Regions from separate parts of the Triticum aestivum genome. Here region 1 is linked to region 2. Evidence: chromatin contacts called from public Hi-C data. All regions are on one chromosome and are shown on one strand. The core of a region is the stretch at or near the end of the contact, and the rest is flanking DNA. Distances in the headings are between cores, read along the strand shown.

Region 1 (6,723 bases), core at 4,136-6,635, 340 kb after region 2:
AGTAATGAAAGAGTCCCGTTCCCCCATACTTTGCTTAATCTCTCTGATCATGAAAGAAAATTTTGACATGTTACCCTCAGCGCTCTTCAACGTAGTCACAGCTTCTAGGCAGTCGGATTCAATATCGATAGGTAAGGTGCTCCACTGCAGCGCAAGGTTGATCCCTTCCCGAATTTTTGAAGTTGTTGTCTACATCAAGCTCGGCTCGGCTTTTCCACTCTCTAGTCATTCCTTTGTATCATTGTATGAATCTTTCTAAGCCCTGGTACTTCGGAAGACTTATCTTTTGGTACTACCGGAGCACTTGTCATTCATACTTCGAGAACAATTCCTGATACCATCATTTTCTTTGTTCCGGAACTGCTGAGCCAATCCACTTTGAAACATCCAAGCTCTTTTTCATCAAAAACTTCGAAGATGTGCCTTAGCCTCTTTCTGCAACTTCTCATTTCGAGATTGTGTGTGTTTACTACGGTCCTACTGCATTTTTCATTCGGAGCCATCGCTCAACTTTCAAGTATTGCATTTTCTCTGGTTTTGAATGTTGCCTTGGAGTTTCAAATTTATTTGAGGTAGTTCCACAAGTTTTCTTCCGGCACTTCCGAGCCTAATTGCTTTTTGCGTCAGATTTCGGACTCTCTGTATATATACTCTGATACCCATTTGTGGTGTAACCCATCATAACCAACCGACTCTATTCCACCACAAGTTCATTCCACTCACCCATTCTACCCCTTGCAAGCCGCTCCACACCGCTCCATCCCACTACACCACACTCGTGAATTCCCTACAACGTTAAAAATATATCAGGTTGCCGCTTAATTGATGAAAAAGCAGGTAGTAAACGTTTAGGATCTGCGACTGCTTCACTATGATGTGTTCAACTTCTCCTGTAAGCTGTTGTGAGGTACAGTATTTCAGAGTACAATAGGTGAATGCATGAAGCAGGCTCCAGCTTTTGCTCCTTGTGATCCAATGCATGACGGTTCAGACGATATGGTATCTACACCACCCCCTGACGAACTCCTCGAATCTGCTAACCCATGGGAGAAAATCTAGATGGTGCTTACATCAACTTTGCTCTTGGAAATTTGGAAGGCAGGGGTGATCCAGCTGCCACAGTTGCACTGGATCCCTGACCAGTTGAAGTACCCTAGGCGCGCCCCGCAGTGGATGCACGACAGCTTCCCCTCCAAAGCACCATCTTCTACTGCTTCATCATGAGCAACAGCAGATAATGAACAGACTGGTGATATGCTATGGACCGCATCAATATACATATAGAACGCACTATGTTACTGCAAGAGATGACTTTACCTGGAGTCATCCACTTTAGAGGCTCGACATACAGAGAGGAACAATCTTGTTCCTTGTTGTGTGTGTGGCCTTTCCTCTTGTCGTGCCACGCAAAGCTAGAGTTGCCCTCGCCAGGAGTGTGGCCGATAACATTGTCCTGTGCAGCAACGATCCTCCTGCATTTCTTGCAGCGGTATGCTGTTTTAAGGGTCTTCTCCTTGCCTGACAATTCCTGGTTAGGATTAGGCTGTCGAGCAACTCCAGGATCGTCTTCAAATACATGGTTCCCTATTTTCTCTCCAACTTTGTAGGACTGACCTGCGACAAGTAATAGGCAAACACTTAATCAATGTGCTGCTAAGATTGAGAAATATCACTGGGGCGGCAAGTAGAGCAACTGAATCTGCTTGATATGATAAAATTTTACAGAATCTATGACAAACTGTTCTATTTTCAGCAAGAGAGCACCTTGCAACCACAAGAATTAGAAGGCCCACAAAGGCAAGGGAACTTGACGAAATGATAATGTTGGAAAATGACCAACCTAACAATTTCAAGCGGAAGCGCCTGTATAAAGGACTTGAAGTATCAATCTTGAAACCCATTTCTTCAAACAATTTTAACTGCAAAGTATAGGAAATTCGACTTAATAAAAGAAATCTAGTGAGATTTAGTGCAACCAGTTCATAATGAAAGCTTACCTGGTCAAGGAAACCGTCGTTTGGGCAAACGGACTCATTAATTTCCTTCAAGGACTCTAGTGCTTCTGGAAAAAGAATAAAGTAGTGAATGCCACATGGATTATAAAAGGTGGATCAGATAATTCAAGCAACATACAAACTAAAGATTAGTGTATTACAAATTTTGCTCAAAAAAAATCATACCATCCAGAGATTTCTGCTCTGTTCTCATTAGATATGCCGTGATGATGGTAGCACTGCAGCATGATAGAAATTCCAAATAGATGTTATATAGTGAACGTGAATGGCATCATTATAAGTGAAAAATACACATTCCCCATTTCCGGCACATCAAATAGGAAGTTATATGTGGAAATTGCAATGCATCCTATACTAATTGGTTACCAAGAGCCATGAGTTGTCAGCTTTCTTACTTGCTAAACATTCTTAAGCTCAAAAACATAATGTTCCATATGACTAAGAATATCTTTTATACTAGAACTCACTGAACTCATCATTACTTACTATAGCAGGATTACAAATAACAAAGAACACCGATAAAAATATGGAATTGCATTAAGCCACATGCACCAGTTAAAACAAGATTTGGCCCCCTTCACAAGAAGACTATAGTTTCAACTACAAGAAACTTCTGCCTAGCTTGTCGAACTCCATTACAATTGGAGATATGTTAGACAAGTGTGACCCTGAAAAGAGGTGGCGCTTCATGGGTTTATCAGCTCTGCGAGTCAGTTTCAACACCACCGCCTGACAATTCTATGCTAGCCGCAATCCATCACAGGTTGCTCGAGAGACATGCTGCAGCCATCTTGCTCCGGCGAATTAAAAAAAATAGTATCCTCTTGCAAATCATACCCATGGCTCCTCATTGCTAGGGACAACACTGATAAGCTCATCATAGCCAAAGTATATGGCAAACTGAAGTAACACCAGTGTCACCAACCACATTTCAAAACTCCTCCATCCACCACCACTCCCAACCTAACTCTCAAATGCTTTAGCTGTCAGCGTGTCGTATCGGACTGTGTTCAAACCTCCCACACATAGCCAGGCTAGCACTGATTGGCACCTCAGGTAACTCAACAAATACCAACTATCTGCCATGAACTCCCAACGTGGTTCGCCATAGAAAAAGGTGAAGCCTGCTGGCTTCCCCTGGTCACGCACAAACACATCGATGTGGGACTTCAAGAAAACTTTGTTTCGCGTCCACCTCTTCTCACCAGAACAACACCAAAACACCACTCCCCTCTTAACTTCAGAGGCATGCTGGAGTCTAAGGATGGGACAACCGCTTTCTGCTCTCTTCACTAGTAGCATTTTGCTTTCTGAGAGGAAAAAATTGAGATATGCAATGCAGCCTGGAGCTTACAAAATGCCTCAGACTGCCCACAGCCTCAGCAGGTCAGATTTAAAACTTTATTATGCCTGGCGGGGGTGTTCCAGATTAGCAGCATCCACCGGTTTTACGTTGATAGGCATGGTCTCTTTCTTTTCTAGCTTAACATCACTATCACCAGCCTTCGCCTCTTTGTTCTGGTTGGCATGCAGGGAAAAAACAGTTCGACAGCTTATCTTGCAAATGTCTACATCTTTCTGTAGCATAAATGGACCGGTTTAGATGCAGTGGCAATGTTTTAACTGGATTGGTTTGTACCAACCTATGCAAAATCAAATTTTAGTCGTGTATTGTCCCACTATACAACCACTTCAGTACAAACAGTCGACATGCTTGTTATACAAGACACATTTGAGAAAGCAGTATGAGGTAATAGGCATTAACCAAAATGCCACACTTAACCATCAGTTTCTTTTGTAACAATTTCTATTAGCCTAGTAGTCCAGCTGGTTATACCCGGCAAAAGGGGGTTAGTATGTTCCCTTGCAAGGACATAGGGCATGTTTGGTTGGCATCCACACTTTTCCGCCACAGTGGCAAGTGTTTTGTTCTAGCCACAGTTGTGGCATGCCATAATGGCTTAGTCACACATGCTCCACTTGTCATAAACTCAGCTGCTAGCTAACTTTTGCCACAAGTGTGGCGAACAATTTGACCACCACAAAAACTGCAGCATGCCACACTTATGGCACAAAAGTGTGGTAAAGTGTGAAGGACAACCAAACATGCCCTAATGCTGATCAATGTGTGTGTGTGTCGAGTGAGATGATGCGTATTAACTGTATATTTAGCCAAAAATAAGATGATGTGCATTTTCTATTCAGCAAAACACACGGTTTTTGGCTAAGTGCCCAGTTACTAGTTTTATTTACAGTTATTGTGACTGTTCACTACATGTCCCTCCATACACATGCATACATAAACAGGATTGAAACATTAACCGCCATAGCAAATGAACATTTTAATCTGCATTTACCAGATAAAACCAGTTGGAGCATCAGACAAACAGAAATTTTACAAAACAAACTGATATGTAAGTAGATGGCAGATTGTCGATGATGAATACAACGTATCATAATTTTTTCAGATGTGCCTTATATAATGCGCAGCCATGTGGACCATTTCTGCTAAAGTATATGTAATTTTGAGATGATACACGACCGCAAATTGATTTTGGACAGGTTGGTCAATACAAAATATCCATTTAGCCAAATCATTACAGATGGACATTCATGTGATTTGAAATGCTCACAGTTACTTTGCAGGAAGGTGTTGACAAGATAAATATGGCAACCAAACTAGTTTTTCGTGACATGCAAACAAGAACATATAAACCGAGACAATAAAAACGTGGGGCTTACAGAACAACGGAAGCAACCGGGATCTGGTGTTGATAAGCAAGCGTACCTCCTCGAGACCCCCGCGAAGCAATGCACGAGCACGCTGCCCGCCTTCCTCCCCTCGTCGATAAAGTCGAGGCACGGCTCGAGGTGGTCGAGCAGGTTCTCCTCCTCCGTGTCCCTGAGCGGCACGGCCATCCGCGTCACCCTTAGCCCTTCCCCGGTCCTCTCCACCACCCGCATCAGCCGCCCCGGGGCCACCGCCGAGGGCGCCCCGTCCTCCCCGGCGACGACGCGGCGGACCTCCTCGGCTGGCAAGGAGAGGCCCGGGCGGTAGTCGGTGAAGAAGGAGATGGAGGCGGAGCTGACGACGGAGAGGACGTGGGTGATGTCGGTACCGTCCGGGAGGGAGGCGGTGAGGGCCGCGATGGCGTCGTTGATGCCGCCGAAGTAGAGGTGGTCACGGACGAGGTCCGGCATGGCGGGCGGGACCGGGGCGTCGCCGGAGGTGGCGGCCATGGGCGGGCGGGCGGCGCGGACGGGGAGGAGGAAACCCTAGAAGAGGAGGGAGCGGAGGGTTTGGGGCATTTGGTGGGTTGCCCTGCTGCTGCTGTCTGCTGTTTTCGCTGAGCTCTCGCTCGGTTGCGGAATTGCTTTTGAAACAGAAATTGCAGTTCGAAATTGCAGGGTTTAGTCAAACTAGTCCTGAATGACCAGGACTCAAACGAGTCAACGACTCAACGTGGATGACCTCGGCAGGACATTCGCTTGGTAGTGCTGCATATTGTTTTAGCACTTTTCTCAGTCACGCGCTCGGGACGTGAGGAGGCAACTACAACTCACGACCCAAAATGATCCGGCCGCGTTTCCGGTAGATATACATAAATCACGGCCCAACATGCTGGAGCAAACAGACAAACGTTTATTTTTTATCCGTCGCTGACTCATTTTCGGCTCCGTGTTTGCATCGAGATAACGGGCGGGACGCGTGCCCTTGTCCTCCCCTAACCTGCCCGTCGGGCACACAGAGGCTCCTTTTTCTCTTCACCTCCCCTACGCCCCCACCCCCTGCCCCGGCCATAGCCGCCGTCACCGCCCATTTTCCCGGGCCGCCTCCTCGCTGTCCAGCCTAGCCTTGTCCTCTCTCGCCCCATCAACGGCACGCAACCGGTAGATCTGCGGTTGCCGCCGCTGTCACTGGATTTGGCGCATCTAGCCACCGGCGACTGCGGCTTGCCATGGATTGGCCGGGTGCCGAACCGCACAGCCCTGGCAACGCCTCCACGCCGCATGCAGGTATTAACTCCGCCTCTAGCTGCTTGGATCTAAGTTGTCGGCGGTTCGCTGGCAAAGACACGCTCAGCCACCGCCCGGGCTCGGCGCTGGACCAGCAGCTCGTCAGCTCACCATTGCCGGTCATAAAGTGCGACGACTGCCAGCGGCAGGTCGTGCGCTTGGGTTTCTACCATGCCGGAACATTCCGGATTGGTGTTCTTTAAGTGCAAAAAAGATGGGGTATGTGCTTCTTTTGATTCCGTTGTGCTCACTGGATTCGATGCATTTTCGGTAGGTTATTGCTTGCTCAATTTTGTGTGTAGGATGTATGCAAGTTTTGGTATTGGAAAGAAGATTACATTGATCTATTGATAGCAAGAATGATAGATGCACGTGCACTCGTTGCTAGAATGAAGGCTAAAGATGAGACTAGATGTAAAGTGATGTCGAATTCTTTGGAATCGAACAAGAAAAAAGCGTACAAACTCGAGAAGCCGCAGATCAACAATGAAGATATAAAGAAGATATTCATCCAACTAGTAAGAGTATTTATGAAAGTTGGTTATCCTTTGAAGTGTCTAATTGTAATTCTTGTTTTCTTTGTTCTCACTTCCCTAGTGAAGAATTGATGAATTGTGTACTCTAATATATCAAAATGTTGTTGAACGAAATAAAAAAATGTATTCCAATGGCAAAAAAAAATGTATACATA
Region 2 (6,606 bases), core at 1,869-4,368:
TAATATATTTTCGGTTTTAAAAAAGAACTAATATATTTACTGCACCTAGATCTGCAGTATCCTTTTGGAGAACTTCTATATATCATGATTTCATCATACTGTATATTACCTCACTATATGCAGTGTCATGAAGGGAGAAGACACAATATGTGATAATTGACGACATCAACGGCCAATTTTTCCATAAGCTCTTCTTAGGTGACTCTGTACTTTCCTGAGTTGTGCCAGCTTCAGCCGTTTCAGCTCCCATTTCAAACTTCGCGTGCTTGTGTAGTGTTTCCTGTTTAGTGCATCAATGTGAATACATAGCATTCAAACAAAACTCAATAGATTTACATATACAAGATGCATAGTTCAGGTTGTACATACCGGAAGCCATATGCAGCTTATGAGGGCGAAGGTTGCGAAAATTGATATGCAAAGACATGGAAGAAGATATGGGAACCTGCATGATTGGGATCACGGACATGAAAATGGGCAACTATTTATGCCATTAAGTATGAACAGTTCAATGATAGGAGAAATGAGTACCTCCCAAATGTTGACTTGTCATGGAAAATGTGTGGATATTGTTTGGCTGGCTGGTAATAAGTAGACAAAAATGGTCAAATGAAAATCTCAGTGAATGTGATTAACGCTTGTGATATTACCTGAGCAAGGTAGCCCCCAATTGCTGGGCCAATTATAAGGCCTAATCCCCATGCTGTATTGACCTGAATGTTTATGAAAGATCAAACTGAGTTCATGTAATGTTTCACATAGGTAGTTAAGTGTTTTATGTCGAACTGAATTTACAATTGATATGCCCAAAGCTTGTTCGTCATCCCGGCAAACTTCAATGGAGTAAGCCTGCATCCCCCGTGTAACCATAACATTATCGAAATAGACATTTGACATGATTAACAAAAACAGCTGTCGTTCATTCCTGCAACTGTCCCTCGATTTTTGTTTTTTTAAGTTACCTTGATTGGTGCTAGAAATCCGTTTAGTGCACCAAGAAGCAACCTTGTAGTGATAGCCATCCAATATTTCACACTTAATCCGAATAAAGTGTTGAACACAATGCTGAAATGTGCATGAGGAAATTAGTGTACATTTTTTTCTCTCTAATAAAAGACAAGGAAATGAAAACTAAATGTTGTGGTAAATTTTCATCCGCTTGGAGGGGAAGATATCATCACAAATACTTACACCGTGAAAAGTGAAAATACAATTACAGGCTTTCGTCCGATGCGATCTGCAACCATGCCCCAAAAGATCGATGCGAAACCTCTACCAACCATATATGATGCACCTACAGGAGAAATGTAACAGTTATGTACCGAATATTGGCGTTATTCTGAAACAAAGTATGCATGAGTTTCGTTGCTCATTGAAACTTTTACTATGTATGTAGTACAAAATTAGAATTAACGTTGGTACATTTGTGAAACAAAGACATGTGCATCAACTTTGTTGGTACAGAATGGCAGTTATGTAGTACAAAAAAATCTTACCAAGAAATCCAGCATAGAATCCAATATCTTCTTCTCTTTGAGCAACGTGCAAGTCTTGTATCTGATTTAGAGAAGGGAAAAACCTGAATACTTTCATTTTCTATTTTGCAAAATACATAACTTAGGAAGATAGCAGATCATAGGGGTGCAAAACGAGTGAATAACTACTAACTGGAATATCCGTTTCAAAAAAACTACTAACTGGAATAGGCCTATTGTTAAAACGGGACACAGGGAAAGGAGTTTCCTGCCTACAGTCGGGTTATAAAAACGTTCAGGAAAATAAAAAGAATAGTTGGCTGGTGATCACTAGGATACGGACAGTTGCTCTCCTTCATATATGCCACTGGATTTTGCATGGCATCTGCTTTTGGCCACTCGGTTTGTATCACTGACATGCGGATCCGTCCGAACATTAAAAAGTGGCAAAAACAGATGAAAACAGCTTACTGGCAAAAAGGTAAATTTCGCATAGTTACAAGAGCGTCTTATATTATGGGACAGAGGGAGTATCTTAAACTATCGACGAACCGGACATGTCTGGGCAGTTCGAGACTATCATGCAGTGTTATTTTTTTAGGGTGAGGTGGACTATTATGCAGTCTTAAAACAAACACCGAGACAAAATGAATACTGAATGAAGAAAATTGGCATGGGCATGTGAAGGTAGACTCACCATGAAGTAGAGAAACGGGAACAGCGACGTGATCGGCAAAGCTGAAAAAGATAGATAGATAGAGACAAGAGGGACGGACAGACAGGATCAGTTATGTTGGGAATACAACCGAGTAATAACATTATAATATGTCAATTATATACGGAGTATGTGCTCCAAGAATGATACCACTACGAGCAAGAACTGAGGCAGAACGCAGAAGCATTATTATTTAAGAAATGAGTACGTGCAGTGGCTATAAGATAAGACCGAGAGAAGGGATGAATTAAGAAATACTCCAGCTCGCAGGAGCAAGACAAGACAAGACAAGAGCAAGATCGACCATGCCAGTACCAGTAATTTAATCCTCTTCGTTTTAGACAGGGAGGAGTATATACTGACATGATGCAAAGGTGGTGATCCCGACGAAGAAGAGCTCCTTGTACGGGGTCCCCGTGCTGCTCTCCTTCCTCCGCTCCATGGCGCACCCGGGGCACCCCTCGTAGTACACCTTGGCGGCGGCAGCCGCCGGCGCCGGCGCCGGTGATGGCGACTCTCCCATCCTTCTCGGCCAGACGACCACGACGACGACGGCTACTCTGAGATGATGGCTGGCTGGCGGAACGGGACGACGGCAGGTGCGGCGGGCTGAGCCGGGGAAGGAAGGAAGGAGGAAGAGGCGGCTGGCCGGGGCAGAAGAGGAAGGACGAGCGGCGGCCGATGGAGTCGGAGTGGGGGCTAGTTGAAGAAGCTTGTCGTGTGGATCGTGTCTTGGTACGTGTGCCCCGCTTGGCAGCAGACGGCCGGGGCACCGCGAGAGGGACACGTCACGGCTCAGGAGCGGGCGCACGGGCGGCGTGACGGACAGCGGGAGCCACCAGCGCACCAGAGGTCCAGACAAATCCAGCTTACAGTACGTACGTAGTTACTGTCACTGAAGCTGGCAAACCAACTGAGGGTGAAGAAGGTACGTACCCCAGCGATGCACTGGTATATATAGAGAGAAAGTGCCAGGTGCAAAGCTGGGCTTACGGTTGTATGCATCGTTCTGATGCGAAGGCCGGGGCTAATTTTTTTTCCAAAAAAATAAATACAAAGCTGAGATTTCCGGGGTTGAAAAATAAGATACGAGCTTGGTCGTCTCTCCTTTAATTAGTTATTTTACAAGTTTACTTTACTTAAAAAGGATTTAAGGTGGATGGAGTATATATGAGTATTGTACTTGAAATCGAACTGATGCATTCCATGGCTTACCTTATTATAACGAGTAAAAGCAAACAAAACAGTTTCGGAAATATTCCAACGGCCTGACCAAAGATGAAGATGCCACCACCATTCACCAGTCTCGTCCACCACATTTTCTTTTCCCCACAAAAACAAAAATGAAACGCCTACTGGTCCATCACATCTTCTTTCCCCTGCAAAAATAAAAGAAAAAAAATAACACGTCTACTCCTCCATCACATGCACAGTCTTTCCCTTTTCCCTGGTCGGAAGTGATCATCTTGGGTATCCTTTTGTCACCCAACATAGTGGTTACTGTCACGGATTAATCTGCAGACTTCGCGACAGCCGATCAGTTCGGCCATGCATGATAAGTAAGCATGATGCCATTGAATGAACACAACCAATCCTATGAATCATGCCACTTGCTAGAGTAGTACGTAGTCGGTGACAACAGTTCTTCATTCACAAGCCGGAACTCATCACAACGGCAATTTTGACGAAGATCCGCACCCAGTTACTCCCTCATTCGTTTACTTATTTTATGATGGAGTGAATACGTACTCCCTCCGTTCGGCAATACCGTTGGAGAAATGAATGTATGTAGACATATTTTAACTTTATATGCATTCATTAATATCTATTTCTGCGATAAATATTGTCGGATAGAGGGAGTACTAATTACTTCTGTTTTTCTTTCTTTCGAAACTTCTACTTTTTTCTAAACTTCTATACTTTGCGGGGACAGTGGTGGATGGGCCAGTGGCAGGAGTAAGGACATGTCTTTGGGCCGAATCTTATTTGTTTGGATCATTCACGAGCGGCTGCGTAGGTTTAATCTTTTTTTTTTGAACAAAACATGGCACCAACAGGTGCTTAATTCCATTCCAGCTCTTTAAGAAAAAGTGTACATGAGAGTACACCAAGGCCTGAAGTAAGAAGAAAGCAATACGGCCATTGGAGAAGAGGAGTACAACAGATAGGTTGAGCGGCTACGTAGGTAGGTGACTGTGTGTGTGAGTGCGTTGCGACGCGATGGTAAAGATGCTTTTACAACATCTCAAAAAATAAAGATGCTTTTACAAAAGGCTAGGTCCAGGGCTTCACATGCCGAATTATTTCTTCATCATGATCGATTCGATCGTTTTCACCGGCATGTTGCCTGGCTAGCTTTTGTCACCCACTGATCCGTGTCTTGATCTAATAAAGCAGTGAAATCATCTTCCTCTTCTTCTTTTTTTCTATTATTGTGGAAGCTTCCCCCTTTGGTTCCGTCATGATATATGCCAGTAATCTCTGCTTGGGCAGAAAAGAAAACAAGACCATATGTTGGGTGGTTCTTAGAAGATCTGGCCCAGATACCGGGTGAGCAGTGGTGTTTGTTTCCGTCGGATAAGAGCAACAGACCCCGCATCCCGCCCCGGCCCGTAAAATAACCGCCAAATTGCGGGTCGGAGCCGGAAAATCTGCACGATCAGACCCCGCATCCCGCCCCGGTCCGCAAATATTTTTGTGGGGCGCGGCAAATCTTCTTCCCCAACCTCTATCTTCACGGGCTGGGAGGCTGACCCGAGCTCAACCCCTATCCGCCGTGAGATTTGGCGGGAGGGACAATTCCGCGCGCCCTTTCCCGCTCCCCGCACCCTCTGCCACCATTGCCCCCCCCCCCCCCCCCCCCGCAAGCTCCGGTTCCTCCTCCTCGGCCGTCCCTCGCCGCCATGGACGACCCCATGCTGTTCCCCGTCACCGTCGAGGTTGCGCACGCTCCTTCCCCTCGGGCGGATCTCGTCGCCGGCCATGTTGGCCCCACCGCCGTCGCCCAAGCACATGCCGCGCCTGCCCGCAAGCGGCAGGGCAACGTGGTCGTGCAGGGCGGGAATCCGGCTGCCCCCGCCGCGATGGCCCGCGCTCCGGGCGCCAACGGGGCAGCGTGATCCCGGCCGGCGGCGGAGAAGGTCGGCAAGGCCGTGGGCGTAAAGCGGAGGAAGGTTCCGGCTTCAAAGAAGCCGCCTTCTTCATCCTCTCACTTCATCCCCCCGCAAGGAGGTGCTCCGGCGATGCCGTTCAACGATGCCGCTCCCCCCGCGAGCGAGGTGTTCGACGAAATGGCCGGAAGGTATGCGTCTTCGGTCTTGGCGATTTCCTTTCATTTTCGCCATTATTCTCGATAGCTCGTGACTTGTTATCGTTCGCTATAGCGGTGGTTCGAACAATGCAACAACCGAGTTCGTGAACTTGTTGGACACGAACGCGGTTGACATTGATCAAGCCCCTTTCGAACCGTTCGACTACAATGAAACGGAGGGCGGCATGGATGATCATGGTTGTGCGGACGAATTGGAGGAGATCGAAGCGGAAGCGTATGATCAATCGCAAGCAAAAACTGGGAAAAGCCAAAGATCGAAGAACTACACGATCTTGGAAGATTAAGCTTTGATCCAAGCATGGAGTGCGGTGTCTCTTGATGCATGCACGAGTACTTCTCAAACCGACAAGAGATATTGGCAAAGGATCGAAGATCAATACTTTTGCATTATGGCAAAGCATCCCAATAGGACTCCACGCACATTTTGGTCGCTTCAAGGGTGTTGGGAGAATATCAAGCCTATGTGCAGCCGTTGGGCAGCTTGCTTGGAGCAAGTACGCAATGCACCTCCTAGTGGCACCATGAAGTCCGACTATGTGAGTTTGTTTTGCCATTGTTCAAGTTGTGCATCATCATATTGCATCATGAGAAATGATTGGATCACTTTGTTCACATTGTGCAGGACAAGATTGCTTAACATAGATACAAGAACATGGAAGCTTCGGAAGGCAGATTCTTCAAACTAGAGCATTGTTGGGAGTTGCTCCAAAAGTGCGAGAAGTGGAAGTTGATCGACAAAGAATCCCCACCAAAGAGAGGCTCACTTACAAACATAAATGAAGATGAGGATGATGATGGCCCAAGAAATTTGCACAAGCCCGATGGCGACATGAAGACTAAAGAGAAGATGAAGAGAGAGCAAGAAGCATCGAGCTTGAGGGAGAAGATTGATGCCATGGTGCAATCCAACGAGTCGATGTTGTTGAAGTCGTTGGAGATCAAGAAAGAATTGGCCGAGAAGAAGGCAAAGGAGAAGCAAGAAAAGTGGCAATTGCTCAAGGAAGAGGGGCTGCGCAAAGCTGCCATCGAGGAGAGAAGAGCACGCGCCGGTGAAAACAAATCCATGTCCATGTTGCTTGCCGAAG

The links. A called contact is a pair of places that touch in the nucleus more often than the background predicts.
Region 1: a contact with region 2 is called in a Hi-C map of leaf, with 4 times the contacts expected there. The contact joins the promoter of LOC123120458 here to the promoter of LOC123120454 in region 2. A contact is called at or near these places in 1 of 5 Hi-C or Micro-C datasets (leaf) and 1 of 1 datasets of contacts at active chromatin or transcription factors (leaf).

The regions. Positions count from the first base shown.
Region 1 is chr5D:245,203,937-245,210,659 of IWGSC CS RefSeq v2.1, forward strand. LOC123120458 (dual specificity protein phosphatase 12) reads right to left here and starts at 5,386. Exons shown (of 7, transcript XM_044540452.1): 1 at 4,804-5,386; 2 at 2,181-2,233; 3 at 1,998-2,062; 4 at 1,841-1,919; 5 at 1,318-1,614; 6 at 1,071-1,210; 7 at 526-787. The coding sequence starts at 5,255. The coding sequence ends at 695.
Region 2 is chr5D:244,864,256-244,870,861 of IWGSC CS RefSeq v2.1, forward strand. It overlaps LOC123120454 (protein ZINC INDUCED FACILITATOR-LIKE 1), which reads right to left and starts at 3,119. Exons shown (of 18, transcript XM_044540448.1): 1 at 2,554-3,119; 2 at 2,173-2,213; 3 at 1,497-1,557; 4 at 1,192-1,294; 5 at 963-1,065; 6 at 796-849; 7 at 651-713; 8 at 532-581; 9 at 370-445; 10 at 110-280. The coding sequence starts at 2,713.